2 separate regions of the Ovis aries genome follow, and region 1 is linked to region 2. A link is a contact called in public Hi-C data. All regions are on one chromosome and are shown on one strand. The core of a region is the stretch at or near the end of the contact, and the rest is flanking DNA. Distances in the headings are between cores, read along the strand shown.

What was found. A called contact is a pair of places that touch in the nucleus more often than the background predicts.
Region 1: a contact with region 2 is called in a Hi-C map of liver, with 4 times the contacts expected there. The contact joins two enhancer-like sites. A contact is called at or near these places in 3 of 16 Hi-C or Micro-C datasets (liver, mixed tissues and tail adipose tissue).

The regions. Positions count from the first base shown.
Region 1 is chr15:63,130,530-63,135,232 of ARS-UI_Ramb_v3.0, reverse strand. No RefSeq gene overlaps it. Among named protein-coding and RNA genes, the nearest start is that of C15H11orf91, 8.2 kb to the left of the region's middle. Within about 2 kb of position 1,447, at least 7 of the 54 cell types and tissues checked have an H3K27ac peak or open chromatin away from gene starts, as enhancers often do. A contact at or near this core is called in liver, where this site is marked.
Region 2 is chr15:63,030,203-63,034,468 of ARS-UI_Ramb_v3.0, reverse strand. KIAA1549L (KIAA1549 like) reads right to left here. Exons shown (of 21, transcript XM_042233338.2): 11 at 3,855-4,018. Among named protein-coding and RNA genes, the nearest start is that of C15H11orf91, 110 kb to the left of the region's middle. Within about 2 kb of position 1,553, at least 10 of the 54 cell types and tissues checked have an H3K27ac peak or open chromatin away from gene starts, as enhancers often do. A contact at or near this core is called in liver, where this site is marked.

The DNA.
Region 1 (4,703 bases), core at 198-2,697, 100 kb before region 2:
CTAAGGTCCAGAAAACCCTGTGGCATGGCAAAAAATAATAATTCTTACTAGCACCTTGTGATATAGGAACCATCCTTGGCATGTTTTACAAATGAGGGGACAGAGACTCTGAAAGGTGTAGTGACTTACACCCTCCGCCACCCCTGGGCACAGGGCTAGGCAACGGCAGAGTGAGGATTAGAAGTCAGGCTTATCAAGGTTCTCCCAGGCCTTCCTGCAGTGTTCATAGCACAGACATAGGGGAAGCCCTAGTGAGTCACCAGAAGGAAACGTTAGGTTCAATACCGGGAGGACATAGTTTGGGAGTGGGCTGAGTTGTCTCCCAATGTTGAAGATGAGTTGACAGTCTTATGGTATCACAGTCAAGGTCCCAGGAATGCCCACACTCAGCCCCATCGCTTGTCCCTTCATCCCATGGCTTTGGCCACACGTCCTGTTATCAGGATGGTGGAGGAGGCAGGTCCTGTGATTCTCAGTCCGTCCTGAACAGAATGGAATGGAAGAGGCTGTATAGCAAAGAGAAGGATGCTTGGCAATTGAAAACAAGATAAGGGTCCAGGTGAAGCAAACACCATATGCACGGAATAATAGATAAATGCAGGCTGGCTCATGCTGGAGCCAGCTGGAACAGCTCATGAAAGCCAATGGTTAAATTTTGAGGAATTTTGTAAGCCGGTTGTAAAAACAGCCCTTGTTAAAAATTAACTTTTATCAACTTACAAGCAAACAATATTAAAAATGAAGGTAATAAATATTCAAAATTCAGCACTCCCTAATTATTTGCTCCATTTCACAATTACCCGTGCTCTTAAAGGTATTTATGGCTCCTGGGTCTGTATGGTGGAAATACTGTATAACAGTGTACTAATGTTACATTCCTTCTGAGTAACGTCCGTGTTGATGGTTTGAAACTGGCCACAGTGAGAGTATTTACACTATGGAAATTGGCAAATGTACAAATGCAGATTGTTCTTGTCCTCTCTACCCTTTCCAACCTCCATAAAAAGTTGGTTGTTAAACATTTACTAACACACCGCCAGATAAACAGGAAAAATCACTGATAGCTGAGCTAGAAGGAAAGCTGCTTTGGAACATTCAGAGTTGGGCTGAAGGTATGACTGAAGCCCCCTGCTGCTTCTGGTTTGTCTGCCCACTTAGTTACCCACATGGAAGAGGTAGGAAAGAAGAGCCTAGTGATATCTGCTCATGAAGGCAGGCTTTTTTTTTTTTTTTGTCACTGGACTTCCATCCCGTCCACAGCCGAGCATCAGCACATCCAGGTGCAGCAACCAGAGGCCAAGTGACTAGAGAGGAATCCAGAAAATGCATCCATGACACTTAGTTCCCCTGAACCAGGGATCCAACCTGTGCCCCCTGCAGTGGGAGCATGGAGTCTCAACCACTGATGATGCAAGGCCCAGGGAATGTCCTGGACCTCAGCCAATCAGATTAGCAGCTTGTACTCTCAGGGCATCAGTGTAGAGGGTGAACAGAGGAAACAGCCCATGGGTGGGGGACTGACGTTCATTCTCTCCAGCGGTAACTTGTTTGAGCTAGATGGAACAGCAAATCTGACAGAGGGTGAAACCAGATATTTGCATCATGACTGCTCCATCAACAGATTGTTAGTCCTGAGAGAAGCAGAGATTTCAAGTGTGATGGGGAACCTTCCACCCCCTCAGCCAAATAACCTGTGCCCTACACTATGGCCAAGGGATTCAGGCAGGATCTAGTGCCTGCAGGGGCCTGGTTTCTTGGGGAGCAGGAGGAAGACAGACATCATCACTGCATTAAAGTTTCCCTCTCACTATAAGTGAAGGCTGTACTGGTGCCTCACCCTGGCTTTTTCCTTTCAATGACATCTTGAGCCTGTCACCACCCAGATATGTGACCTTGGGAATATTACTCAACCGCTCTGAGCCTGTCTCATCATCCGGTAGATGGAGACATGTTCTCATGGGTGGGAGAAAACAATCAAGATGATAGAGGGGAAATTTTTCTCAGATGAGAGTCATAATTACCATAGTCATAGTTTTCCATCCTATTTAGGACTCATCTCTCACTGCTGAGCCCTGAATCTGCAGGGCTCTACAAAACTGATGGGGGTGAGTATGGCTAGGGGGCAATTTTGGGAAGAGGGTGATTCTTTTCTAGTGAGGGCCAACCATCTCTCTCCCAGGCAGCATCACATCTGCCACTTCAGATGAGGTCAAGGACTCGGCCCCTCCATAGGTGATGCCCCAAAGAGAGAGGGCTTCCATCCCATCCACAGCCTAGCATCAGCACATCCAAGTACAGCGACCAGAGGCAAACTGGCTAGAAAGGAATCCAGAAAATGCATCCATGACACCAAGCTGGAAGATCACATGTTCTAGGGGCTCTTCTTGTTGGTGGGGGAAAGAGGCCACTCAAAGCAGCTCACTTAAATAACAAGAGGGGATGATGGTAGGGTTGGTGGTTACAGAGAGTAGGAACTAATGCAAGAGAAAGAAACAAAGGGGGCATCTAGGGCTTTAGGAGGAAAGGAATGTGGCGCTGCCACTGGACACTTGGGTCCAACCACATTTGTTCTCTCCAATCATGTTTGTTCCTTGGAGAGCAAATGTGATTGGCTGGTGTGGGTTGCTTGTCTGTTTCTGTCCCCTTTGGGGTGGGGTGGCCAGAGTCCTGAGATTGCCGCCCCACCAGAGGCCCTTGGAACAGAGGAGGATTTTTAGACACGTCATATGTCCCCTCATGGGCCTCAGGCCCATTGGCACCAGGGCCTGGAAGCCACAAGGAGCCCAGGCAGCTGGTCCCCCCCCCCCACTTCCTCTCACTCCACACACCTGCACACCTCCTGCCTTTCTCCCTAGACTGTCGACTCAGTTCAGGTTCCCCCTAGAGAGTCACGTCGGGTTCCCTCTCACAGGAACCCTTTGCTAGTTCCAGTTCCTAAGGGAAGAATCAGAGTGGCTCACCAGCTGGCTTTGGGCTCACGTCACAAGTCAGAGGAGAGGAGAGACAGAGCAGCAAAGGCCCTATAATCAGGTGATATTCTACTGGAGCCTGGCGGAGGATTTCTGCAGAAGCAGGACTAAACATTAGCTGTTCCAGCCATCTTTCCCCCGCGCCCCCAGGATTACTCATCTCTGTGTCTGTCTGAATGCAGTGCCCACATTCTATAACTCTGAAAACGGTGCGCATAAACTAAACCTGCACACCTTTACTGGTTTGTTCATTCATTTATCCATTCAGTGGTTCTTCCAGTGAAGCAGGTTCTTCACTTCTCTGAGCCCTTTTCCTCATCTGAAAAATGCATGGTACTTCCCCTGCCTGGGGCTGCGAATTAACACAGAATGTATAAACTGCTCAGCTCACGACCTGACACACAGCTGATGCTCACCTTCCTAGGGTTTGCCAGGCAAATTTGCATCGAAGTTTCTGGTCAACAGCACAAAATCCTTGTTTCTGTCTTGGTGGTGGGGTGAGGCGGGGGTGGTGGTGGGCAGGATCCACTAGATGGCAGCATGGATTTAGACATGGGATGAAATCGCCCCCTTCCCCTCTCAGGTCCAGGGCTGATATTTATCAGCTTGCTCATTATTATCTAGAAGAAAATGCAATTTGGAAACCCGTAGGGAGGAGGAGAACTGTGGCCATTGCACATACTCATTGCAAAAATAAACACAGGGACAACATCAGCCCTTTCCCAGAAGCGGCAGCTGGCAACCTGCTGGAAGTCATGTTTTATACTCCCACAGGAAAAATCTCTTTCCAAAACCAGTTTCAAGGTGAAAAGTCCAGTTCACATGAATAAAAAAACCTGGACAGGACCCATTTACGCTTCTTTTCTGTATTGGTCTGCTCAGGTTGCTATAACAAAGCACCACAGACTGGGTGGTTTAAACAACAGACATTTATTTCTTACAGTTCTGGAGGCAGGGAAGTCCAAGTTCAAGGTGCTGGCCAATTTGGTTCCTGGTGAGAGTTCTCCTCCTGGCTTGCAATCGGCTGCCTTCTTGTTGTGTCCTTACGTGACAGAGAAAGGGAGGGACGGAGGGAGGGAGGGAGAGAGCACTCTGCTCTGTTTCCCTCTTGTCGTCGTTGTTATTTGGTCTCTCAGTCGTGTCCGACTCTTTGCAACCCCATGGATGCAGCTCGCCAGCCCTCCCTGTCCATCACCAACTCATGGAGTTTACTCAAACTCATGTCCATTGAGTCAGTGATGCCATCCAACCATCATCTAAACCTAATTACCTCCTAAGGCTCCATCTCCAAACAACAACACATTGGGGATTAATGTTTCAACGTGTGGGGGAGGGGAGAACACAACACATTTTAATCCACAGCAGATCAGTGTTGTCTAACAGAACTTTCTGCAGGGACAGAAATATTCTATATCTGTGCTGCTTAATATGGAGCTGTTAGTCACATGTGGCTAGAGGAACTGAATTTTCAATTTTATTTTTAGTTATTTAAATTTCAGTTTAAATAGCCACATAGGGTTAGTGGCTACCATAATAGACAGCTCAGGACTAAATAGAGGGATATATATATATATACACTATTTTTTTTTTCCCCTCTCTTTGGAGAAGAAAATGGCAACCCACTCCAGTATTCTTACCTGGAGAATCTTATGGGCAGAGGGGCCTGGTGGACTACAGTCCATGAGATCGCAGAGTCAGACACGACTGAGCTACTAACACTTATTTAATTGACTT
Region 2 (4,266 bases), core at 304-2,803:
CGCCCCACAGCCTTCTCTCTTTTTCTGCAGCCTGCCACCTAGGTTGCGCATCTCCCACCACACTTCGCCTGGCTCCTGGTTTCAGTCTCCTGGCCTGGGTGTGAGCTATCGGCAGTCTGCAGCAGCAGCTAAGAACCTAGTGAGGAGGACAAGCTGGTGCTGGCTTGTCCCCCTCATTCCCACCTTCTTTGGTTCCTCACCCTTCACACTGCACTGGCTACTGCAGGGGACTGAATTGATGATGGTTGACCAGAAGGACATTAAGGAATGACAAGCTTAAGATGTGGCCTTTGTTATTAGGTTAACAAGAATCCCTGTACATGTTCAGTACTTACAGCCTGCAAGACACTGACACCTCGTTTCATTCTCACAACAACCTTATGGGGAAAACTGGGCAAATAGCACAGTCTTCACTTCATGGGGAAGAAAACAAAAGCTCAGAGAGGTTCAGTGACTTGCTCAAGACCACACAGCTAAGTGGTGAAAGACTCAAGACTTGTACCCTGCTCTTCTGACTGACAGGATAGTGGTCTTTCAACCTCCAACTTGAAAATCACTTGAGATTAACTAATTGCCCAATGGACACACACTGGAAACCCCTAACACCGCTAATACAACATCATGAAACATTTATAGTTGCTTTAATGAGTTTTATAAAATTATCAAATCAAAATAATCCTCAACAATTTTAAAGGTAGATACGTTACCTGGATTTTTTTTAAGAAACATGTGTAATAATAAAAATCAACTTACCTATAATGTTTATTCTGTACAAGGCACATTCAAAGTAATTCATATAACTCAATCCTCACAACAAAGTGTAAGAGAACACTGTTATCACCCCCAGTTCACAGATGGGGAAAACTGAGGCACATATAAATAGTATGTGAGAAAAGAACAGGGCATCTTTAGGGGGTGACTGCACCATCCTGAGCAGGGCATGCCAACCCTCTAAGCTCCGTTTTGTATCTCCATATGGCCTTAACAACTTTTTCTTCAGGTTGCCTGTTCCAAGGGGCCATGTTCTCTTCAGTTATAAGAAGGGACAATCTGGGGAAAGTCTGTGAATCCAATGACAAAGAGGAAGCAAAAGTGAACTAGGAAGAAAGGAGGAGACAAAGGCAGGACACCCCACTCTCCTCCTGTGTTGATCATTTTTTAACCTTCTGCCCGTGTCTGGCTGACAGCAGTGGTGACAGGGTTACATCTGTGATATTGATACCTTGTCTCTAAAGAAGGGAGCAGGCAGGTACGGCCTGATCTCGGCTCTGAGACAGCCACACTCACCTCCTCCGAGCCTGTGGGTCTACTAGTGAGGCTCAGCAAAGGTCCCCAGCCGTGTCCTCTGGCTCCACAGCCAACATTCTTACAGATGCAATGGTGTCCCTGGAGACTAGGAGACCATCCTCCCCGTCTCTGGGTTGGTGGCAATAGCTGACCTTCTCTTCCCGCCTCGTCCCTTGGCAATAAATGAATTCTGCTCATGCACTCAGGTTGTGAGAAGTGACGCAGGCGGCTCGCTCCTCTGCCAAAAGCCGCCGTGTCCCCGGGTTGCACCAGCAGAAGCAGTGCGGTAGGAAAGAGGCAGTTCCGCCCCACTGGTTTCCCGTGATAACAGGGCTTTGGAAATCAAAGTGCGTAGCCCAGCTCAGTAATGAGGGAGAAAACAACCACTGCCACCCCCGAGAGTGAACTCAGTCATCTCACGCAACATAAATTTGCTTGATTTTCCACAGCAGCTGGGTATCTCTTGAAGCACAATGTGCTGGGCAAGGACATAAAAGGGGCTATGAAAACCCACAAACATGAATCTGTTCCAGCCTCAGACAGCTTTCCAGCCAGGGGATATGCTGAAATCACGTGCTGCCCAGCTCATCTCAGCAAATTAATAAAATTTTGCCTTCATCAATCACATGAAGATGGCATTTACAACCTCTATGGCGTGCTTTGCATTCCTGGACTTGACTGCAATTAGATTCTAGTAATTACTGTTATGTCTGAAAGGCTCAGATTGTAACTGAGCTAAGATGGAAATGAAATACCCCTTCTTGGAATAGCTTCATTTTTCACTGCTTGGGTAATTACCAACATCATGCTGCGTCCTGGCAGCGGTTTCCTTTGTGTCAACAGACACAGAACGACATTCTTTGGGGTTGGACCCTTCGCTAGACAGAGTGTCTCAGTAAGCTGCAGCTTCTCAACAGGTGACTCGGTTTAATCAACAACCAAACTCATTTGATTTCTTTTGTTGAAGCGAGGTATGGTCATCCAGGAAGAACTAGGCATGCGTGACTCCCAGCAAGGACAACCACCAAGTCATGCGGTCCAGGGGGATGTGAAATTCCATTCTCTATTTCATTCCTGCCCAGAGAATTAGGCCGAACAAGTGCAGAGGTTAGGGGCTGGAGGAGGGTTCTACCCACCAAGTGTCAGGGTTTAGGATGGTATATAATGTAGACAAAGCCCAAAGACTCAGGTATGGACCTGAGTGCCCCCCTCTGCTGTGGATAAGTCCCACTGTCTCTCATTCTTTTGAGTTTCTCTGCAGTAAAATGAAAATAATAAGAGCTGCCCTGACTATGACCTACCTCATAGGACTACTGTGATGAGCAAGCAAGGTGACAGACCTAGAAGAGCCCAGGATATTGTAAGACATTATTTAAACATTATATGATAATCTGGGTAGTAGAGGTTATTATATTCCTTTTGGGGACTATGGTGAAGGGAGCTACATGATCAGAAAACTTGTTATTGTTGAGTTGCTCAGTCGTGTCTGACTCTTTGTGACCCCATACTATATAGCCTGCTAGGCTCCTCTGTCCATAGGATTTCCCAGGCAAGAATACTAGAGTAGGTTGCCATTTCCTGACCCAGGGATCAAACCTGGGTCTCCTGAGCCGCCAGGGAAGTCCGACTGGAAAAGTAGCCTTTGGAATTTCCTGTTTGCCCCTCTCCCAGTCACTGGAGGGGGATGGTGCAGCCCAGTGGAGGCTGTGGATGGTGGATGGAGCCCCCCGCTAGCCTTCAATGGAGCCACTGAACTGGGGTTTGACAGCTGCCCTGCCAAGGCTCTGCAGCTTGGTCATTATGCAGCCTTTTTTCTTTTTTTTAAATTATTTATTTGACTGTCTTAGTTGCAGCATGTGGGATCTAGTTACCTGACCAGGAATATAACCTGGACCCCCTGCATTGGGGGCGTGAATTCTTAGCAACTGGACCACCAGGGAAGACCCCGTCATGCAGCCTTTGAAGATCAGCCACTCTGGCCAGTGGAAGAAGGGTTTTGAGGGTCTGATGTGCCCCTAAAGAGCCCTGAGTTAGGAGCCAAGACACCTGGTTCTACCATGAGTTCTGCTACTTACTCACTGTGCCGTCATGAAAAAGTCACTTCTCTGTAAAAGAGAAGGTGTCAGGTCAGATGAGCTCTGAGACCCCTTTCAAGTCTATCTAACTCCTCATTTTCAGTACCTCTGTTTCCTCCTCTGTAAAATAATGTTCTTCCTCAAACGGCTGCTACGAAGAGTAGGTGAGCTGGTACCTGCAAAGCACTGAGAAGCACTTAGAGCAAAGAGTTATTGTGTCCTGATTATAAAAATGAAGGTTTGCACAACAATGCAAATATCCTTAACAATACTGAGCTGGACACTTCAAAGGGGCTAAAATGGTGCACTTTATGTTATGTATATTTTACCACAATTTTTTAAACATTCAAATAAGTAACAAAAGGGTCTCCTTCAACATGAGGACTGAAGAGGTTTCCGAAGGTACTCGCAATGACCTCAATGGCCAAAAGGCAGGCAAAGCCGCCTTGGGCCAGGGTTCCTACCCCTCTTCTCTCGGCTTCCGACACATACCTTTGCTCGCTGAGGCAGGTTCATCACGGTGTCTGGCTTGAAGTCGTTCTTGTTCTTGCGGCAGAGCACGGCAGTGATGATGATGATGATGACGGTGACCACGGCGATGGGTGCCAGCACGGCAGCGATGATCCACAGGTTGTTGGGTGGGTTCTTCACCACGGCTGCAGAGTTGAGGAGGGGGAAGCATGTGACCAGGAGCTCCGGGAAGCAAAAACAGCCCTGAGATAAGTGCCCCCCAGTCCCCAATCATAAGGTGGTTGAGAGGCTTTGGGCTCAGAAAGGCTCTTGCCTTGACAAGTTACTCCAGGTCTCTGAGTCTCAGTGTCCCCATCTGTAAAATGGGCTATCCTGTGGCGAGGCATCAGAGAGACCAGGTACATGTGGTGCTTGGTGTAGCCCCTAGGAGGTA